Regions from separate parts of the Sus scrofa genome. Here all the other regions are linked to region 1. Evidence: chromatin contacts called from public Hi-C and HiChIP or PLAC-seq data. All regions are on one chromosome and are shown on one strand. The core of a region is the stretch at or near the end of the contact, and the rest is flanking DNA. Distances in the headings are between cores, read along the strand shown.

Region 1 (2,820 bases), core at 123-2,622:
CGCCCGGCTCCCGGCCTCGCGGTGGCGCCGCGCTGAACCGCCCGTCTCGCTCTTCAGGACTGTGATTATTTTCTAAAACCCTGCGCAGGGGCCCGCGTGGCCGCTCTCGGGGGCCCCGCCCCGCGCCCCTTCCCAGGGCGGTGGAGAAGTAGGGAGGCCGTGGCGCGCTCTGGAGCCGGCGAGGGAATCCCTCTCCCTCCACGTCACCCGAAAGCGAGGGAACCCGCACGCGCGTCCTCTAACGCAAATGACCATCTTTGGCAACAGGCGCCGGTGGAACAGACCAAGGGCGCAGGGCCCAGGGGGGTGGGCGGGGGTGGGGAAGGGCCGGGCTGCCTCGGGTCCCCCAAACCGCGCTCACAGCGCTCCCACCCCCTCCACCTCCTTCCTTCCTCGCGCAGGGTGTGCGGCTGGCGTCAGCGCGGCCGGGAGCCCGGGCAGGGAGGGGAGTGCTGCGCCCGCCTCCTCCCGCGCCTCTTCCTCCTCTTCCCCCTCCTCCTCCTCGGCCCTCTCCCTCCGCCTCCCCTAGCGCTCCTCCCGCAAGGTGGAGTCTTGGGTTGACGTGAGGTACAGGGGCTGGAGAATAAAGAGTGGAGTTGAACTCGTGCCATTGTAGTGACTCATCTCGGGCAGAGCGCTGGGGCTCCGAGCGAACCAGCGAGCAAGCAAGCGGCGCTCGGCGGGGACAGAGAGAGGGAGAGAGAGAGGCGCGGACGGGCGAGGCGGGCCCGTCCGGGAGCGGGCGCCGGGGAAGGGGTGCAGGTCCGGGCGCCGGAGCCGCCGCAAGGGGAGCGGGCCCGCGTCCCTCTCCGCGTCAGCTCAGCTGGAACCCCACGGGCCGCGGGGCGGGCTGCCTTCACCTAATCAAGTGTCCCTGCCGCTCGAAACTCCGGCGGCGAGTCGGCCACAGGAAGTTTATTCTCAGCTCCTTTTCTAAAAGGAGGAAATAGAAGTTTCTCCAAGCGGGCAGCCTTTCTTTTCGCCTTTTTTTTTTTTTCTTCCTTTTTTGCCCTGTCTGAAATTGGGGGCCCCCAGACCTGGCAGGCTTGACTCGCCGGGCTCCTATTCTTTTTTTAATTTCCAATTTTTGATTGAGCCGGCGGTCCCGGCTGGGCTCTGATTGCGCGCGGGGGCAGGAGGGCGCGCGCAGGGGAGGGACCGAGGGACGCGCGGACTTTTTAGAGGGAGGGACCGGGTGGACAACTGGTCCCGCGGCGCTCGTAGAGCAGGAAAGAAGTGCAGCGCTCGGCGCTCGGGGGGCACTGTTCTCGGAGTGCCGCCGCCGAGGGGGAGAAGCCCGGGAGCGACGCTTAGAGCCCCAGGCGCGGCCGGCAGGGAGCCAGCGCGCAGCTGCCGGTGCGCGGCCGCGGCGAGGGCGGGGGAAGAAAAACACCCTGTTTCCTCTCGGGCCCCCACCGCGGATCATGTACCAGGATTATCCCGGGAACTTTGACACCTCGTCCCGGGGCAGCAGCGGCTCTCCTGCGCACGCCGAGTCCTACTCCAGCGGCGGCGGCGGCCAGCAGGTAGGTGCGGGCCCCGGGTGCACCTGGCGCCGCGGGTGGACCCCCCGCCTTCCTCTCGCCAGGACTGCCTTTTTTCCCCCCCTTTCTTTTCCCTTTCTTGATTTGGCGAGAAAATTCTTGCGGCCTCCATTGTAAGTTCTAGATTTTCATCTTGTCCTCCTGACACCTCCTTTAACCTTCCCCCATCCCCCGCCAACACTTTTTTTTTTTTTTTTTTTTTTTAAACTAGAGCGGCGAGTGGGCTGGAGAGCCAACAAACCCTCGCCTTCACACTACATCCTATACAGACAAGCTCCTGGAATTGCAGGGCCTTTTCCCCAGGACCCTGTACCTCTCTCGCAGGAACCCCGTGGTTAGACCCCCCTCCAAAAAAAATCTTTGCACCCACGGGCACCTCCCGACATCCAGGGACCTTATTCCTGCGAAAAAGCCCTCTCTCCTTCGGTCTTCGTTCATTTCTGAAAGAACTTGGGGACTGGGAAAAATGGGCTCCTTCAAGTAATCCGGAGCGAGGGCGAGGGTTGTCGCTCTGGGAATCAGGTGCGAAGGTCAGGAAGGAGGAGGTCAGCCTTGATTGGCTCAGGCTGCGCCTTTCTCCCCCGCGCCCATCCATCTCCTGTTAGGGTCACAGAAGGAGCCTGCACAGCCGACCAGAAGGGGCGCCTTGGGGGTCTGGGAATATCTGGGGCCAGGACGCCTGCAGAGAGGGGACGGTGGGGGGGCGGTGGGGGCGGTGGATGAGACCTCGCTTAGGCTCCTGGGTGGTTCTGGAAGCCGGAAAACAACTTGTTTCTAAAGCAGGCGGACTGGTTTGCACCAGAGGGATTTTGCCTGAGATCTGTGTGTCTATAAATACCGGAATAAATACCAGAAAGGTGCTGCTGGGTTGGTGGTGTTCGTGGGGTGCCTGCCCTCTGCAGCCACCACTCCCCCCCACCCCCCGACCCCCACTCTTGGGAGGGAGCTGGCTTAACCAACAAGGTTGCTGGAACCTGAAGCCCGCCTCGGTCAGGATCTGCAGAGTCTCTAGGCAAGTTGGCTGTCTCGAGTTGCGCTGGTAAGATGATGATGGCTTTGGCTTCTATAAGCCAGCCAACCAGGAGGGCCTGGGGTGGACTTCTGGGGAGGAGGGACCCTGAGGGAGAATAAAATGGAAAGGGGGCTCTCTTTGGTATCTGAAGAGGGGTCTCTTATTCCAAAGTGGTTCCCCATACCTGGTGAGTCCTTAAAATGGCTTTTCTGTGTCTTCTTTTTACCTGCCCCGGTGTCCCCTTTAGCACCCCACTGTAGAGAA
Region 2 (2,820 bases), core at 205-2,704, 240 kb before region 1:
GATTGGTTGTTAAGCTTACTCATTTTTCAAGTGTGGGCAGCCTCCCACTTAAAAGTTACATTTCAAATTGTATGCGTATGTTGATTCTTTGGACTCTGGGACACGTTTTGCCATGGAAACCATTCAGTACATAGTTAGGTTACCAAGGAAACGGGGTAGACGCAAGCCATGGTGCCTGCCGTGCATATCACCGCATTCTCAGGGCGAGAACTCAGCCCTTTTTCTTTCTCCGCAGTGGCTGTCACTTGTACAGCTCGCTGAGTTGGGGGAGGGCAGGGAGCCCAGTTCAAGTCCTGTGACCGGATCCCTCCCAGTACAAGTCCATACACCAAGAGGCCCCAAACAAAGCTGAGGCCTGTCTCCTCTCTACAAGGTATAAATGCAGGGAAATGACAGCAGAGCTGTGGTTCAGCTCTGGTTTGTTATCTGGATCCGCGGGAAGCAACTTTCCTGTATTGCTTACGAAACCCACTCCCCGGGGGAACTGTGGAGCCGGTGAATGCCGAGTGGGTAGAGTACTTTCTTTGCTTCCTGATAGTCTCAAGTGTCCTTGCAATAAATGCCCTGTCCCTGTAAGTCGTCCGTGAGGGCCCTATGTCACCCAGAGAAAGCCCACTGGCTGCCAACCAGACAGGGGGCCAGTCCACAAAAGCTCATTTCTCCATAATCTAGGTTCTTGAGTATGAATTGCATTTCTGTATCATTTGTCACTTCTTCCAGTAAAGATAGGAATTGAGAAACTTCTAGACCCCTTGCGCTGTTCTAGAGACAAGCATGGTAAGAGTACTGTTGTTGTGTTTTTATTGTCTTTTTTGAACGTAGGCTGACTCTAACATAAGTGTTTATGATGCCTGTCTGTCACCGGCCCTGTCCCCTGGCCTGGTGGATTAGGGTCGACCTGGCAGGCACTGGGTACCTAGTACTCAGCCCTTCCTTGGTACTTCCTTGGCATCGTGCCTTGGTGTCCTCTAGTCAGGGCAGTGACTTCCATCTTCCTGTCTTGTCATCACCCTTGCTGGCTTAGGAACAGTATTTTCACTTTGCATGCATATTGCACTCAATATTTTATTTTATTTTTTCCTCTTTGTTTCGTTTTTCTCTTTTTCCTTTTTGTACTCACTACTTTAGAAGTGCATCCTCTGCTCTTAGCTTTGTAGGCTAGTGAGACAGGTATGGCTATCCCCATTTTTCGGAGTTAAAATCAGGACTCAGATACCTTAAAGGACCCTTTCCCGGCAGGTCTGGAGCTAGAACGCAGTCCTCTGGGGCCCAGGCTCCTCATGCTCTTCCCTCGAGGGCCTCGGGGACTGCCTGTGCTGCCCCTGCTTCCTTTAGCTCTGCCTAGCCCTCGCTCTTGAACTTCTTTGGATTTTTGCTTCAGCCCTAAACACCCCTAGTAGAGAACTAAGCTTCCGTCTCTGGCTGCTCTAGTCAGTGTGCTTGGCACTTGGGCCCTGGCCTATGTCTTCCTTCACCAAATTGGCACCCTAGGACAGGCTCCTGCCATAACGTACTTATTAGTGAACTGGTACCTTTGCACATTTTATAAAGCGAATTAATGCCTTCAGGTGTTCATCTTGATGGTTAATAATCATATTTTGTTTTATGTAGTGTCTTTTCGTCAAAAGCATATATTATCTTCCATTATGTAGGGGAGGTGAACTAGTTAAATCATGTGTCCAAAATCTTAGCAGTAACAGCAAAAGAAGAAGGGAGAAAGGAACGCGTTTCTTTGAGGAGCTCGTGTGAACCAGACACTGACCTGGGAGCTTTAAATATATGATCTCATTTCGTCCTGGCAAGAGCCCCGTGATGTTTTCTGTTTTATAGGTGAAGGGACTGCTGGCCAGACAAGCTAAGTAACTTACACCGCAAGGAAAAAGTAGAGGGAAATTAACATCCAGCCTTCTCCGACTCAGGCTCGTGTTCCACCTACTAGCCCACAGAATAGCTTCCTCCTGGGCAAAGGGTGCCATTTGCAGGGCTTATAGGACAAACCAAAGAGTGTCTTGGACACAGGGTGACACAGTGGGAAAGGAGGGAAGCTGGCGGACAGCGATTTCTTTTTCCTGACAATCCCCAGAAAGGAGCTCCTTTCTCTTTGGTCCAAAGACCATGGATCTTTCGGCAAATGCCCTGATGCAAGTTTGAGCCTGTACCTTAGCTGAACCAGGGTAAATTAGCCAAGAGCAATGGGTAAGCGCCTGAGTGGCTGTCAGAGAAGGGCCTGTTCAAAGCCACCACCCGTGCCAAGCAGTTAGAAAGCGGCTTGGAAGGAGCGGTGCTTCTCGCTTGGAAAGGCAGGGAGACCTGGGGAAAGAGGACCGGGCTCGGAAGGCAGGAGGACTGGGTCGTAGCCCTGGTGGCTACTTCTAAGTGGAGCCGTGTGGCTTTTGGTTAGTAAGTCATCTTGCCTGGCTGGCTTCCAGTTCTCTTACCTGTAAAACATGGGAACTGAACTAACTGGAGCTTATCATCTTAAACTTTTCTTTATCATATTGGAGGGAAAAGAATCTTTAGCAAACAGGACTGTGGCGATGAGGAAAAACCTCTCACTACTCACTGCCCTTGCCCATTACAGTTTTGGGTGGGAGCCTCCTGCGAATAGCGCCCAGGGTTCTGACTCTTTTAAAGAAAATAGGGGGCCTTGGAAGGTAGCTGGAGTGGGTGAAATAGTTATTGATTAATGAATGACAGGTGGATAGTGTTTAGGGTCTTTAAAGATGCCTGCGACATGGGGTTTTGCTATGTAGGTTTTAAAGAAAACGCATGCCGAGGTTTTGAAATGGTATTTGCAGCTCTTCTCGTTGCTCAGTGACT
Region 3 (2,820 bases), core at 95-2,594, 140 kb before region 1:
GGAGAGTCTTAAGGTTAGAACATCGCAGTGCCTGATTCTGAGATCGCAGGAACATAAAAAAGGACGAAGGAGGAGCTGGAGCCAGACGTCTGTGGCTGGCTCCCCGCTCCTTGGAGATGGAAGACCTGGCAGGACCCCAAATAACATCTCTGCTGTCCCCAGCCCTCCACTCTGCCCAGGCCCTGGAAGACCAGAGGGCAGGTGCTGGCGGTCACTCCGAGCACTGGGGAGGCTACACGGAAGAAGCACGGTTCCCTGAGGCCAGTGGCTCTGACCTCAGACTTTGCCAGAGTGTGCGGAAGCAGGAGTGCCCTAGGGGAAGCGTTGAACATATTCTGGATCTCTCGGGAGACACTGCAACTTCCTGGCATGCTGGCAGTCCCAGGTGTGGGAGCTGCGGCCGTGACGGTGGCCATGGAGTCTTTTCCTCCATTTATTCCTTCTCTCCTTCCTTCGTCCATGTCAACATGTTGCAACCTTTGGAACCACCGCAGAATCAGGGATTTGCCCCCATTTAGAAACTGTTATGGGGAAGGTTTCCTGGCCATCATCTAAGAATTGTTTGCAGTGGTTATGTGGGTAACTCTGTATTTGCCAGGCTGTTTTCACCTCTGGAGGGAGATGCCGTCTTTAGGCCAGCAGCTTTTTGGAATGCCAGGGGACAAGAGAACCAGATAGCGAGGCACGGAACGAAGGCAGCCACCAGGGGAAACTGGCTCTTTTTCATGGGCCCCAGTTAGCCCCACCGTAAGGAGGGCAGCAGCGTAAGGTCACAGCACTACTGCTTGGAAGTGGAAGGTATTGCGATCGGGACGAATGAGAAGCTGTGTTTTCCCATTTCCTGTATCTCCTTAGTAAATGACCTTTGAGTCATCCTCCCTGGACCGTCGGCTTTCTCCCCCCAGCAAAATAACTATTAGATCAGGAGTTCCCGTTGTGGCTCAGCAGGTTAAGAACCAACCGAACACAGAGTCCGTGAGGATGGGGTCTGATCCCTGGCCTCGCTCAGGGGGTTAAGGATCCGGTGTTGCTGCAAGCTGCAGTCATGGATGCGGCTCAGATCCAGTGTGGCTGTGGCGTAGGCTGGCAGCTGCAGCTCATACTCAACCCCTGGCCCAGGAATTTCCACATGCCACAGGTACAGCCCTAAAAAAGAAAAGTTAGACCAAATCTGACCACTTTAGCTGTTCCATTTCATTTTTTTCTCTTCTCTACCCGTAATCCAATCAATTTAACCCAATTTAACTGGGTACTGAGTTTACTGAGAACATGCTGTGTACTCAGTACTGTGCTAGGTCCCCGGGGATATAAGTAAATAACAAAACTTGACCTTAAGACACTTAGAGCCTCACACAAGGGTCAGCTGGTTACAGCCTATGGGCCAAACTCCACCCTCAGCCTATTTTTATATGGCCCTTGAGCTCAGAATGGTTTTTCTGTTTGTAAAGGGTTGTTAGGGGAAAAAAAGAAGAAGAAGAATATGTAACAAAAATGGTAACGCCTAAAATATTTACTCTCTGGCTGTTTACAAAAGAAGTTTGCCAACCCTTGGTCTAGTTGATGAGAAAAAGCTGAAGAACAATGAAATGCATTTTTTAAACAAATATTTTATGAACTTGCTTACTGTTTGCAAGGCACAAAGTGATATGTGACACAGAGAGAACTTCACTGTTATATATATATGAGAAAGAAATAGAAAGAGACGCCCTCCTGAGAGTTTCTGTCGGGCTCAGCAGTAACAAATCTGACTAGTATCCATGAGGACATGGGTTTGATCCCTGGCCTCACTCAGTGGGTTAAGGATCTGGCGTTGCCATGAGCTGTGGTGTAGGTCACAGAGGCAGCTTGGATCTGGAGTTGCTATGGCTGTGGTGTAGGTTTGTGGCTGCAGCTCCAATTCAACCCCTAGCCTGGGGACTTCCATATGCTGCAGGTAAGCCCTAAAAGGACAAATTAATTAATTCATTAATTAATTAAACAAATTTTTAAAAAAAGAAAGGGAGTCAGGGCAGATGCGATAGTGCCGCACAGACCATGTGTTATCATGATGAAGTAGGAATAGATGCTTGAAAAACGATGGTTTAAGCAAGATGGAATTGTATTTCTTTCTTGTGTATAAGTGAGCAGTCCACGGCTGAAATGACAGGGCCAAAGGTCATGTAGGACCCAGATTCCTTCAAGCTTTATACGCCATCATTCCTTGGGTGTGGCTTTCTGGCTTATTGTCCCAGAAAGCTGTTGGATTTCCAGCCTTCACATCCATAATCCAAGTGGCAGAATTGAAACAAGATAGAAGGCAGGTACAAACCTCCTCACTTACTGAGACTTTCAGGAAGTCTCATGCACCATTTTGAATTACATGTGCTGGTTCTAGAACTTAGTTCATAGTTCATAGGGCCTCAGCATGTGAGCCAGGGCAGACTGGGGAAAGTGGTGCTTTAGCTGGGGCAGCAAATGCCCAGCTAAAAATCAGACTTCTTTTGAGTGAGAAAGAGAATGGATGTTAGTGAGTATCTACTACTCTCTTTTTATTATTTATTTATTCTTTTATTATTATTGTTATTATTTTTGTTTTTTTGCCTTTTCTAGGGCCGCACCAGCGGCATATGGAGGTTCCCAGGCTAGGGTCGAATCAGAGCGGTAGCCACAGGCCTACGCCAGAGCCACAGCAACTCGGGATCCGAGCTGTGTCTTCAACCTACACCACAGCTCACGGCAACACCGGATCCTTAACCCACTGAGCAAGGCCAGGGATTGAACCCACAACCTCATGGTTCCTAGTCAGATTCGTTTCCGCTGCGCCACGATGGGAACTCCTCT

What was found. Hi-C and Micro-C count contacts between places; a contact is called where the count stands out from the background. HiChIP or PLAC-seq counts read pairs in DNA pulled down with a chosen protein or histone mark.
Region 2: a contact with region 1 is called in an H3K27ac HiChIP or PLAC-seq map of skeletal muscle. The contact joins the enhancer-like site here to the promoter of FOSL2 in region 1. A contact is called at or near these places in 3 of 5 promoter capture datasets (fetal liver, fetal skeletal muscle and liver), 3 of 47 Hi-C or Micro-C datasets (embryonic fibroblasts, heart right ventricle and omental adipose tissue) and 2 of 2 datasets of contacts at active chromatin or transcription factors (alveolar macrophages and skeletal muscle).
Region 3: a contact with region 1 is called in a Hi-C map of retroperitoneal adipose tissue, with 1.7 times the contacts expected there. The contact joins the enhancer-like site here to the promoter of FOSL2 in region 1. A contact is called at or near these places in 3 of 5 promoter capture datasets (fetal skeletal muscle, liver and skeletal muscle), 1 of 47 Hi-C or Micro-C datasets (retroperitoneal adipose tissue) and 1 of 2 datasets of contacts at active chromatin or transcription factors (skeletal muscle).

Annotation. Positions count from the first base shown.
Region 1 is chr3:110,841,455-110,844,274 of Sscrofa11.1, reverse strand. FOSL2 (FOS like 2, AP-1 transcription factor subunit) reads left to right here and starts at 1,372. Exons shown (of 4, transcript NM_001315740.1): 1 at 1,372-1,526. The coding sequence starts at 1,425.
Region 2 is chr3:111,082,010-111,084,829 of Sscrofa11.1, reverse strand. The region is part of intron 7 of BABAM2 (BRCA1-A complex subunit BRE); the gene reads left to right. Among named protein-coding and RNA genes, the nearest start is that of FOSL2, 240 kb to the right of the region's middle. Within about 2 kb of position 1,454, at least 3 of the 83 cell types and tissues checked have an H3K27ac peak or open chromatin away from gene starts, as enhancers often do. A contact at or near this core is called in skeletal muscle, where this site is marked.
Region 3 is chr3:110,985,380-110,988,199 of Sscrofa11.1, reverse strand. The region is part of intron 10 of BABAM2 (BRCA1-A complex subunit BRE); the gene reads left to right. Among named protein-coding and RNA genes, the nearest start is that of FOSL2, 140 kb to the right of the region's middle. Within about 2 kb of position 1,344, at least 8 of the 83 cell types and tissues checked have an H3K27ac peak or open chromatin away from gene starts, as enhancers often do. A contact at or near this core is called in retroperitoneal adipose tissue and skeletal muscle, where this site is marked.